2 separate regions of the Mus musculus genome follow, and region 1 is linked to region 2. The links are chromatin contacts, called in public promoter capture Hi-C maps. All regions are on one chromosome and are shown on one strand. The core of a region is the stretch at or near the end of the contact, and the rest is flanking DNA. Distances in the headings are between cores, read along the strand shown. Region 1 holds the start of Cldn3 (claudin 3). Region 2 holds the start of Tmem270 (transmembrane protein 270).

The links. Promoter capture Hi-C pulls out the DNA fragments that hold promoters and counts their contacts.
Region 1: a contact with region 2 is called in a promoter capture Hi-C map of second pharyngeal arch cranial neural crest, with 7 times the contacts expected there. The contact joins the promoter of Cldn3 here to the promoter of Tmem270 in region 2. A contact is called at or near these places in 24 of 39 promoter capture datasets (the 3T3-L1 cell line, 3T3-L1-derived adipocytes, the C10 cell line and 15 more), 4 of 15 datasets of contacts at CTCF or cohesin (the G1E-ER4 cell line, embryonic stem cells, large pre-B cells and 1 more), 35 of 484 Hi-C or Micro-C datasets (the AML12 cell line, the Ba/F3 cell line, CD8 T cells and 21 more), 10 of 115 datasets of contacts at active chromatin or transcription factors (the HPC-7 cell line, double positive thymocytes, embryonic stem cells and 3 more) and 5 of 9 other capture datasets (adipose tissue, embryonic stem cells, liver and 2 more).

What each region holds. Positions count from the first base shown.
Region 1 is chr5:134,983,908-134,989,994 of GRCm38.p6, reverse strand. It overlaps Cldn3 (claudin 3), which reads right to left and starts at 3,781. Exons shown (of 1, transcript NM_009902.4): 1 at 2,519-3,781. The coding sequence starts at 3,550. The coding sequence ends at 2,891. It overlaps Wbscr25 (Williams Beuren syndrome chromosome region 25 (human)), which reads left to right. Exons shown (of 5, transcript NR_026907.1): 4 at 12-117; 5 at 2,405-2,562.
Region 2 is chr5:134,903,661-134,909,428 of GRCm38.p6, reverse strand. Tmem270 (transmembrane protein 270) reads left to right here and starts at 2,696. Exons shown (of 3, transcript NM_194065.3): 1 at 2,696-2,801. The coding sequence starts at 2,730.

The DNA.
Region 1 (6,087 bases), core at 2,532-5,031, 79 kb before region 2:
CTCTTCCTTAGGTCATCCTGACGACAGCACACTGGCATTCCTTAAGAAGAGGAGAAACATTAAGCAATCTTTTGGCACGGAGCACACTGGAACCTGCTTCTAATACCAGATGTTGAGGTAAGATGATCATAGGCTAGCCCGGGGCTACAGACTGAGACCTCGTGTCAAACCAAACCCAGCATCAAGTTCGTTTGATCAAATGTCCATGTGACCCTCTTTCCCTCCCAGCCACTGTTGCTCAGTAGCCTCCTGCTCCAGCCTCCCCGGGGTTCCTGTTTTAGGCAGGACACTCACACAGGTTGTCTAAGTGCCCGTCTTGAAAGGCTTGCCACCCACTCACTTCCCCCCCCCCCCAACATTCTTGCTAAGGCCACTCATAGTCACCCTGTTTCCGAACCCAAGACTCCTTCCCAGTCCCGTTCTTCCAAGTCCTTTCCATTCCAAACACCCTTGTCCGTCCCCACGTCCTCGAAACTCTTGCTTCTTTTGCTTTCTCAGCTGAGCTCATTTGTTACCCTGCTTTCGGCTGCCATCTCTGTGTTAACAACTCCCGGGTTTACGAGGTCTCTTTCCTGTCTCCTGGGTCATCTCACATGGACGTTTCTAGTCAGACCAACTCCTACACTCAAAATGAAACTCTTCAGCCGCCCCAGAACCAATAACCGAAGGCAGACAGTTTAGGCGATTTTACTTTATCTTATGGTGGTTTTTCAAGACAGGGTTTCTCTGTGGAGTCCTGGCTGTCCTGGAACTCTCTCTGTAGACCTGAGACTGGCCTCACTCTGTAGACAGAGGCAGACCTGCCTGCCTCTGCCTCTGCCCCGTGCTAGGGATAAAGGTGAGCACCACCCCTGCCTGGGGAAAGCTAAAGCTTCTTTAGTTCCTTCTCTCTCCCAAACTCTGACACCCTAACGGCCTGGAGTGCTAAGAATCAGGCTCCCTTAACCCTGTCAGTTCTGCCTCAGAAAGGGGTCCTGCTATCATCTTTGAATGTCTCCTTCAAGTTTCTTTTACTCCCCCACCCCCACCCCCGGTTTTTTTTTTTGTTTGTTTGAGACAAAGTCTCCTTATGCAGTCCTGGCTAAACTGGAACTTACTACATAGACCAGGGTGGTCTCCAACTCACAGAGATCTTCCTGCCTCCACTGTGCTGGGATTAAAGCCATGCTCCAACATGCCCCCTCCCCGCTTTTTGAGACAGCTCACGTAGTCCAGGCTAGCTTTGAAATTGATATGTGAAGCAGGCATGGTAGTCAGTCTGGTCTACATGAGTTCCAAAACAGCCAGGGCTCTGTAGAGAGACTCTGTCAACAAACAAACAAACAAACAAACGAAAGAGAAAGAGAGAAAAGAAAAGGAAAATAAAGAAAAATGAAGTTGGTCAGTGGTGACACACACCCTTAACCCTAGCACTAGGGAGGCAGAGAGGCAGGCGGATCTCTGAAAGTTTGAGGCCAGCCTGGTCTACAGAGTGAGTTCCAGGACAGCCAGGGCTACACAGAGAAACCCTGTCTCAAAGGAGAAAAGAAAAGAAAAGAAAAGAAAAGAAAAGAAAAGAAAAGAAGAGGAAAAGAAGAAAGGAAAGGAAAGGAAAGGAAAAAGGAAAGGAAAGGAAAGAAAAAGGGAAAGGAAAGAAAAGAAAAAAGGAAAGGAAAGAGAAAAGAAATTTCTAAGTGTTAGAGAGGCCAACCTTGAACTACATTTCCACCTACACTTTCCAGACGATGTCACCCTTTTAAAGCCTAGGAAGCCAGGGACCTGTCCCCCTCCAAGAGCCCCGCCTCAGTTCCCTTTACCTTGTCCAAGAGGTGCCTCCAGTCTCAATATTGTTTAAAGCTGGGTCCCTCCCTCCCTTGAGGGCACTGGGAAGAAGGTGGGGTGGCCTTTCCCCTCATCTCTCCACCTCCAAGTCAGAAGACTTTGCCAAATGTCCCTTTTAGGTGTCCCCCAACACTCCCAGTGCTGGGAATGGAACCCAAGCCCCATGCATGCTACACAAGTGTCCTACCACTGAGCCACATCCCCACCGTCTGTCTGAATGGCAGTCCTTTAGGTGAGGCATTTGGTCTGAACAATAGGTCTTTTTGTTCCACGTCTCCAAATATGAAATCTCGGTAGAGAATGTAATTCTTTAGCTTGCACATCAGCTACCCCAAATGCCCGGAGCAAGGCTGTGGATACAAGCACAAACCAACTAGGCTGTCCCAGAGAAGAGTCCCTGTGTTCTTCCCCTTGCCCCTCTCCAGCAGAGTTCCTCATACGCCCTCTGGCTGGATTGCTAGATAAACCTCGCTCGCCATAGGGTCTGTGGAGATCAGTGCTGGGATATCTCCCAAGTGTTACCCACCTAGTGAGCACAAAAACTCATGTGTACCCCCACTTTCTCCTTACTCAACCTGTGAAGCTGTTTAAAGCTCGCTGCCCGTGATGAGGGCTATTCGAGGGACAGTCCCCAGCAGGTGCCCCGTAGGGGAGGTGGTAGCCTGTGCGGTGGCGTTCAGGATAAGGAAGCTCCAGCGACTGCAAAAAACGAAAGACTTTTATTGAAAAATATGAAATGGCCCGTTTCATGGTTTGCCTGTCTCTGCCCACTGTGAGCTTCTGCGGGGCTGGCAAGTAGCTGCAGTGGCCACCCCAGCCCAGTTCTTGGGAAGGGCGAGGTTTCTTTGTCCATTCGGCTTGGACAGTTCCTAGGCCCGGTAGTCAGGTGGCAGCCGGAGAAGGGGAGATGCCAGCCTGTCTGTCCTCTTCCAGCCTAGCAAGCAGACTGTGTGTCGTCTGTCACCATCTGGAAGGTGGGGTGGTCTCAGACGCGAGGCTGCACGCTGGACGGGTGGGGTTCATCGACTGCTGGTAGTGGTGACGGTACGGTCTGCGTGCACCCGGCCCCTCAGACGTAGTCCTTGCGGTCGTAGGCGGTGCCGGTACCGGTGCCAGGGCCGGTGGATCGCGGCGCAGAATAGAGGATCTTGGTGGGTGCATACTTGTCGCGCGGTGGGCAGGAGCAACACAGCAAGGCGCCCCCTAGCAACTGCAGCGCGGCGGCAGCCCAGCCCACGTACAACCCAGCTCCCATCTCCCGCTTCTGGGCCTCGGGCACCAACGGGTTATAGAAATCCCTGATGATGGTGTTGGCCGACCAGGACACCGGTACTAAGGTGAGCAGAGCCGCCAACAGGAAAAGCACTCCCGCCACGATGGTGATCTTGGCCTTGGCCGTCTCGTCTTGTACGCAGTTGGTACACTGGGCGCCCACGAGCGCCACGAGGAGCCCGAAGGCGGCCAGCAGGATGGACACCACGATGAGGGCTCGGGCGGCCTGCAGGTCCTGCGGCAGGGCCAGCAGCGAGTCGTACATTTTGCACTGCATCTGACCGGTGCTCTGCACCACGCAGTTCATCCACAGGCCCTCCCAGGTGATCTGCGCCGTGATGATGCTGCTGCCGATGAAGGCCGAAACGCGCCACATGGGAAGGGCGCAGCACACGATGGTGCACAGCCAGCCCAGCACGGCCAGCGACGTGCCGGTGATCTCCAGGCCCATGGACATGGCTGCTGGACTTGAACCGGCTCGGCCGGGCAGCTCAGGGGACTGGGAGACCAGGGATCGCGGCCGCTGGACCTGGGAATCAACTGCCCTTCGAAAACTGACGGACGTCTGTCGCCGGGAACGACGGGTGGGTGGCAAAGGACGGAGCGCGCTTAACGGCTCCTCTCCTGGGGCTCGCACAGAGACTGCCCCTGCACCTGCCTGTGGCTTTGGAGACTGGCTTCTGAGACTGGGTTGGCTCTGGGATGGGGTGGGTTGGACTTAGCTTGGTGCCTAGAGGAGGAGGGTGGAGCTCGCTCTTCTGGCCCAGGGGACAGTGACGTGTGTCCCGTCCAGTCCGGTCCGTCCTCCCCAACCCCCTTCACCATAGGAGAAAGGATTTGGCTAGAACCTCAATGCTGAAGTGTATGTGTTGTGTGTGGCGGGGGTGGGGGTGGGGTGGGAGAGTGTGTATCGAAGGAGGGCGGGGTCGTCTAAGCTCCCTCCCTTCCCAACCTCCCCAAGCTCCTTAAGCATAACGAATTCTCTAGAGCTATACAGAGTGGGAGGGGCGCTTCAAGGATTTGAAGTGCAAATCACCAATTGTAAACTGCTTGACTCTCTTGTCCCCCACCTCCGTCTTCTTTAGCGCGGGAGGCGTAGGATGGAGGCGCGGCCAATTCCTCTGGACAACCCGGACTGGGAGGACCTAGGTGGGGGCGTGGCTGAGGCTGTTTGTCGCCGTAGGTGGATGGAATTGTAGCACCTGCTCCAAGTCCCTCAGGCTTTGACACAAGCACTCTGGCCTTGTCCAAGTGCAACCTGATATACAGAACTCTGAAACCAGGGACAACGACCACCTGCAGAGCCCACTCTGCACCTCAGGGACCGGTGTTGAGTTCAAATTCTTGTCCAGCACCCTCATGTGACCTGGGCTGGTGGCAAGCCTACATGGCTTAGCTCAAATGCCCGCCCACCTAGAAGCTGCTTTCCCCCACGGAGGTTCTCTAGATGGAGTCTTGTTTTCTTTCCTTTGGGGGTGGGGGCGGGGCAGAGTGAGTACCAGGGTGAGTGAACAGTGGGAAAGAGATTTGATACACATGAGAAAAAAAAAAGACGTCTAGCCAGGTGTGTTGGCTCCTGCCTGAGGCTGAGGCAAGCAGACAGCTGTGAGTTCAAGGCCAGATACAGCGAAACTGTGTCTCACAACTCCTGTGCAGAAGCCCTGTGCAGCATGCCATGCCTGTAGTCCCAGAGCTTGGGAAAGTGGAGGCAGGCAGGAGTTCAAGACCATCTTGGCGACACGGAGAATTCAAAGCCAGATGGGCTACATGAGACCCTGGCTCAAACAAGCTACAAAGTAACACCAAAAAAGCCCCCAAAACACCAATTCCTTTTGCCTCCGGACACTGACTCCCCTGCCGCACACCTTGGGGTGGCGCATGCTCCGACTTCTCCCGTTGCCTCTTCCCTTCACCTCAGCTAGGATACAGCTCTTTTGGTTTAGTTTCCTATACATCCTCTTCGAGGACCCGTGCTTGGGGTCCTTTCTCCATGAGACACTCCTACAGCTCTCCGCATAGCTCACTGACCTCGCTTCATAGTTTCAGAGGCTGGAGATGGAGCTCAGTGGCTAGAGTGCTTGGCCAGCCTGCACGAAGCCTCTGGTCTGTCCCTGGCACGGAATAAACCCTAATAGATGGATGGCACTTCAGCAAGCACCACACCGAGATCCTCCCCAGCTGATTTGGAGGTCAGTGTGGGTGGCTTGGAACCCTGCACCCAAATAGAAACAGGACAACAAAATCGTCCCAGCTTCTTACCCACAATGCCACGTTCTTTTTCTGTTTTGTTTTGTTTTGTTTTGTTTTCGAGACAGGGTTTCTCTGTTGTAGCCCTGGCTGTCCTGGAACTTGTGCTGTAGACCAGGCTGGCCCGGAACTCACAGATCCACCTGCCTCTGCTTCCCATGTGCTGGAAGCACTGTTCTCTTTGCCACTTTGATACCTTTGTTTTCTTTCATATTTGACATTATCTAAAGTGGCCTCTGGCTTTCCTTTCTTCCCCCCTCCCTCCTTTTCTCTCCCTGCTTTCCTTTTTTCTCTCCCTCCCGCTCCCTCCTCCCGGTCCCCCCCACCCCGCCCCCTCCACTCCTCCCCGCCCCAGGGTGGCCTTAAACTCCAGGTTGTTTTGCCTCCCCTGCACAAGTGGCAAGCTTCTTTGTGAGAGAGGCCACGCTTGGTTTCTCATTTATTTGTTTCTTTGTCTCTGCTCCGGTCTGTTACCACCACCAGGACATTCAGAATGTTCCAAGGACAAACATTTTTGCCTGTTTTATTATGTGACACTCCCGATGCCTAGAACAGGGCTGGGTGCTCTGAGAGGTAATTGACTTAGCACTTTCCCTTGTTTCAGCAACCTGTCCTGCCAGGGCTCTATGTCCAGGGATGACCTCGTGTTGTGAGGGCCCCAGGGGCTTTGCAATTAGCTAGGAAGCTGAGATCCATCCAGCTAGATGAAGGCTTTCTGGAGGCAGATGGTCCAGAGGACAAAAGCCC
Region 2 (5,768 bases), core at 1,447-3,946:
CCTAGGTGGGGCAGTCTCTGGATGGCCTTTCTTCAGTCTCTGCTCCATGTTTTTTGTTTGTTTGTTTTGTTTTTGTTGTTGTTGTTGTTCTGTTTTTGTCTTGTCTCTGCATTTCCTGTGAGCCTGGGTGTGTCAGAACTCCTAGGGGTCAAGCTGTAGCTGGGTGTGATTGGGGTGGGGAGTGTTGGAGCACAAGGTCCACTCCCGGGTGCAAGTGCAAACCAGGATTGTGTCCCTGGTTGGGTGGGAGTTCCTGAGTCCCCTGAGCCTGGCAAACATATATTAATGCTGTCACACTACAGGTAGCTCCTTGGAGCTTTCTCTTTTCACTTAATCTTGTTTTCCAGACTTTTCTACGTCAACCCGAACAGATTTCATTTATTCCAGCCAACCTTAAGTCATCCCTCAAAGGGAGTTTCCAATTTTATTTATCCATCTCTTTACTGATGGAAAGACCCGTCTGCAGCTCTGCACTTATCTTTACTCACGAGCAGACGTTTCCGTAAGGGGTCCTTTTGCCAATGGGGGTTGTGAAGTAGGATCAGTAGAAATTAGAGCAAATGTATGGAAGGTTGAATCTTCCAGCCCCCTCCCTGGGGGATTCTAGGCAGGAGCTCTACCACTGAGCCAACCATTCAGCTCTTGGTCTATTTCTAGTTTTAGTTGTCCATGTGTTCATGGGCAGCATTTGCATGATCATTTCCTGTATGGATCTTTAAGATCCTGCATCAGGCTCTGGGCTCTGCATAAATTTCAATTTGCCCTGTAAAGTCACTGGTGCACGATGTGCCCTGATTCTTTTGTTTTTTGCTAAGGAAGGGGAGATAGCATCTTGGTGTGTCTTTGATTCACATTTCCCCCTGACTACTAATGAGACTGGACTATGTTTGCACAAACCTCATGGCTCTTTTGGTTCCTTTTGTTAACTTTCTTTGCTTCTGTGCTTCATCAGGTCCTTTGTTTTAAAAAAAATTTTTAAGCTTCTCTTTCTTTTTCTTCCTCCCTCTTTCCCTCCCTCTCTCCCTTCCTTCTTTTCTTTTCTTCTTTCTTCCTGTGGTGTGAGTGCACACATGACAAGGGTCTTGCCTGTGGAGGCCAGAAGACAACTTGGGGCAATAGTTTCTACTTTTCCACCATGTGTGTTCTGGGGATGGGGCTAAACTGATCAGGGTTGGTGTTAAGTTCTTTAACCTCCACCTCTGATCTCTTTCTTTTCTTTTCTTGTTTTTCTTTTCTGTGTTGGACGTGGAACTCAGTCTTGCACCTGTTAGCCACGTACTTTACCACCTCCAAATTCCAGCAGAATCGATTCTCTCCTTATACTGTGTGTATCTCTGGTCTGGGGCCAAACTCAGGTCAACAGTCTTGACAGCAAGTGCTTTACCAACTGGCCAGGTATTTGATTTCTTTTCCTTTTCTTTCTTTTTGAGACAGGGTCGGTCTCTCTCTCTCTCTCTCAACCTCTCTCTCTCTCCCTCCCTCCCTCCCTCTCATTTTTTCAAGGCAAGGTTTCTCTGTGTAGCCCTGGCTGTCTTGGAACTCACTATGTAGACCAGGCTGGTTTTGAACCCAGAGATCCACCTGCCACTGCCTCCCGAGTATTAATGGCATGTGAACTTACATATAATAAATAAATAAATCTTTTTTTTTTAAATCCAGCTTTTTCCAAGCCACAGAAATTAAAAAAAAAAAAAGTCACGTTAAAAAACTGGAAATAGCAGGACGCGGGGCAGAAGACTCGGAAGTTTGCCTTAGAGACACGGAGAAATGGAGGCCAGGTGGGGTTGCATGGCTTGCAAAGCCCCGTTTTCAATCCCGAGTTCTGCACATATTAACAAGAGGGTTAAATAAAAGGAAGACTGTGAGTCTCATTATCTCCGGGTGGTTCCCTTCTTGTAACCCAGGCATTGACTGGAAATGCACAGGGAGCTCTCTCAGGTGTTTCCAGGAGGTTGTTACCAGGAAATCAGCCTTGCAAAATGAGAAACTTTATCCTGCCTGTCAAGCGCCCTGCTCGCCCCTGCGGTGTCTTCTGCCCTCACGCGACCGCATCGCGGTACTGCACCTGCTCGGAGCTCTTTTAGGTCTTGTTCTGGGGATGTGAGCACGCTTCTCCAGGGAGGAAAGCAGAATGGCGCCCCCTGGCGTGGTGCAAGGCAGCGTACACTGATTCCTTTGTACTCCCAGCTGGTCATCCCTGCTCCTCTGAATGGGGAAACTGCAAGACTGCACACTGGTTCTTCAGCCTGAAACTGATGGGGAGAGGGAAGGGACAGAGAAAGAGGCCTGGGGGGGGGGCGGTGAGGACAGAGGGGTCTCAGTTGAGGATGCTAAACTGAGGCTTCTCCTATGGCAACACTGCTACCCTTGCGGTCCAACTTGGAAAGTAAGGCCATAGAGAGCCCATCTCCTCCCTCCTTCATTTTGTTCTTCTTTCTCTACATCCCTATCTCCCTACCACTCAACCCCCACATCTGGCGGTAAACTAGGCGATTCTGAAATGGGCTCTGAGTTTTTTCCCGATAGTAGGTAGACAATTGATCCTAAGGCTAGACATCTGTGATGACCATGGAGCCAGACTTGACCTCAGAGGAGCAGGTAAAGGGAGCTATGGCAAAGGGTAGTGTGTCATGTGGCAACTGGGTCCCCATGGCAACTGGACCCCCACCCTGTGGCATCTGTGAGGTCACCCTGCCTCTCCTGGCTGGAGGAATGGGTGGAGGCCAGACATGGAGGCCGCTCCCCGGGTCAGATCTGGCCTTCTCAGAATTCTTCTGCGGGCTGGGAGGCTCTCTGCACTGGTAAGCAGGGTATGGAGAGGGGACCTGGAGAGATTCAGCCATTCCCAGCCACCAAGGAATAAACAGTCAAGTCCTGAGAGCCCCATCTCCCAAGTGCTGTGGCATAGCTGTCTATCCGCAATCTTGTTTCCTTCTCCTCCTCTCCCCCTTCCTTTCTCTTCTCTCTTCCGTGTGTATGTGTGTGTGTGTGTGTGTGTGTGTGTGTTTAAGATAAGGGTCTATTATGTAGCCCTGGTGTCCTGGTACTTTCTATGTAGACCAGGCTAACCTTGAACTCAGAGATTTGCCTGCCTCTGCCTCCCCTGTGCTGAGACTAAAGATGTACATTATTATTCCTAGCCCTTCATTTCTTTCCCTTAAAAAGATTATATATTTATGTCTATAAATAGTGTGTGTGTGTGTGTCCTCTCCTTCCACCATGTGGGTCCTGGGGATTGAACTCAGGCCGCAGGCTTGGCAGACAGTGCCTTTACCTGTTGAGCAATCTCATTGGCCTACATTCCCTTTCCTTTCCTCACCCCTGCCCTTCTCCCTCCCTGGCCTCCTCTCTTTCTTTCTCTCCTTTCTGTTTAGTGTGCATGTATGTGGGTGTGGGTATGATGTATATACATGTGTGTAAATGCCTGTGTGTGCACATAGAAGCCAGAGGAGGGTGCTCTCTCTTTCCCTCTCTTTCCCTTCTCCCTCCCTCCCCCCTCCCTCTCCCTTATTTCTTTGATTCTTGGAACTTGGAGTTGATACATTTGTTTATTCATTTTATTTTGTCCAGCAGCTTTGCAAGCCACAGATATCCTCCTGTCTTCAAAAATACCTTCAGTACTGAGGTTGCATGCATGCACTGGGCCACGTGTGTCCTGAGTCATACATGCACTGGGCCACGTGTGTCCTGAGTCATACATGCTGGGCCATGTGTGTCCTGAGCCATACATGCACTGGGCCACGTGTGTCCTGAGCCATACATGCACTGGGCCATGTGTGTCCTGAGGCATACATGCACTGGGCCATGTGTGTCCTGAGCCATACATGCACTGGGCCTTGTGTGTCCTGAGGCATACATGCACTGGGCCACGTGTGTCCTGAGGCATACATGCACTGGGCCATGTGTGTCCTGAGCCATACGTGCACTGGACCATGTGTGTCCTGAGGCATACATGCTGGGCCACGTGTGTCCTGAGGCATACATGCACTGGGCCATGTGTGTCCTGAGCCATACATGCACTGGGTAATGTGTGTCCTGAGGCATACATGCTGGGCCATGTGTGTCCTGAGGCATACATGCACTGGGTCATGTGTGTCCTGAGCCATACATGCACTGGGCCATGTGTGTCCTGAGCCATACATACACTGGGTCATGTGTGTCCTGAGGCATACATGCACTGGGCCATGTGTGTCCTGAGGCATACATGCACTGTGCCATGTGTGTCCTGAGGCATACATGCTGGGCCATGTGTGTCCTGAGCCATACATGCACTGGGCCATGTGTGTCCTGAGGCATACATGCACTGGGTCATGTGTGTCCTGAGCCATACATGCACTGGGCCATGTGTGTCCTGAGCATACATGCACTGGGCCATGTGTGTCCTGAGCCATACATGCACTGGGCCATGTGTGTCCTGAGGTATACCAGCACTCGGCCATGTGTGTCCTGAGGCATACATGCACTGGGCCACGTGTGTCCTGAGCCATACATGCACTGGGCCTTGTGTGTCCTGTGGCATACATGCACTGGGCCATGTGTGTCCTGAGCCATACATGCACTGGGCCATGTGTGTCCTGAGCCATACATGCACTGGGCCATGTGTGTCCTGAGGCATACATGCACTGGGTCATGCCTGCTCTGTTTTATTATGTGGGTGCTGAGACCAGAACTCTCTGATCCTCATGCTTCACCAGCAAGTACTCTCCTCCTCCTCTTCCTCCTCCTCTTCTTCTTCCTCCTCCTCTTCTTCTTCCTCCTTTTCCTCTTCTTCCTCCTGCTCCTCTTCCTTCTCCTCCTCTTCCTCCTTCTCCATCTATACCTCCTCACCTCCCCTGCTGTCTTACTATGTGGTCCTCAAACTCACCACGTAGCCCAGGCTAGTTCCAAAACTCACTGTATAGCCCAGGCTAGCCTTGAACTCTTGACCTCTGTTCAAGAGCAGTCATGTGCACCAGGCCTGGCTTCCTATCCTGGTCCTTCAGATGTACATTGACCCTGAGATTCCCATGGATATAGGGTACCAGGTTGATCATCTCTGTCACCTCTGGGCTGGAGGCTTATGCTCTACCAGAGAGGCACACTCTTCATTGAGGAATTCTCAATTACAACTTTATCTCCCCCGCAACTTATCCCACTTCCTGGTGAATAGAAGACACCTTGAACAATCTGCCACTCAGATGAGAGACCTGGAAATCTGTCTCTCCTTCTCTCTGTCACAGTAGGTCTCACATTAAATCCGCCACCCCTCTCCCATGTCTCTACATCTCCCTGTCCTTAATGATACCTATATGCCCAGATTCCCTCATGCCAAGGGCAACCAGGATTCTAGGCAAGCCCAGGTATTTGGGAGAAGTCAGCCAGCCCTGCATTCGAATTTCACAGAGTTAATTAGAGGGGAGATCATCTCTACTTATGAGTTTTTAATTTTTATTAATCATTATTATTGTGTGTGATGTGTTTGGTGGGTGCTTGCTTGCCACAGCACTTATGTGGAAGTCAGAGGATGATTTGGGGACATTGGTTCTCTCCTCTTCCCTTTCCGTGGTTCTGGGGTCAGACTGAGGTCACCACGCTCGTGGGGTGAGAACTTGAGCCACTGAGCACTCTATGCTCGTTCATTTGTTTGGTTTCATGTAGATGAGGTTAGTTTTGAACTTCCTATATAGCCAGAGGAGCTTGGACACTAGATCCCTCTGCTCCTACCTGCAAAGTGCTGAGACTACAGGCATGCAACACCTCTCTTGGTTTTATGAAGAGCTGGGGCTTGA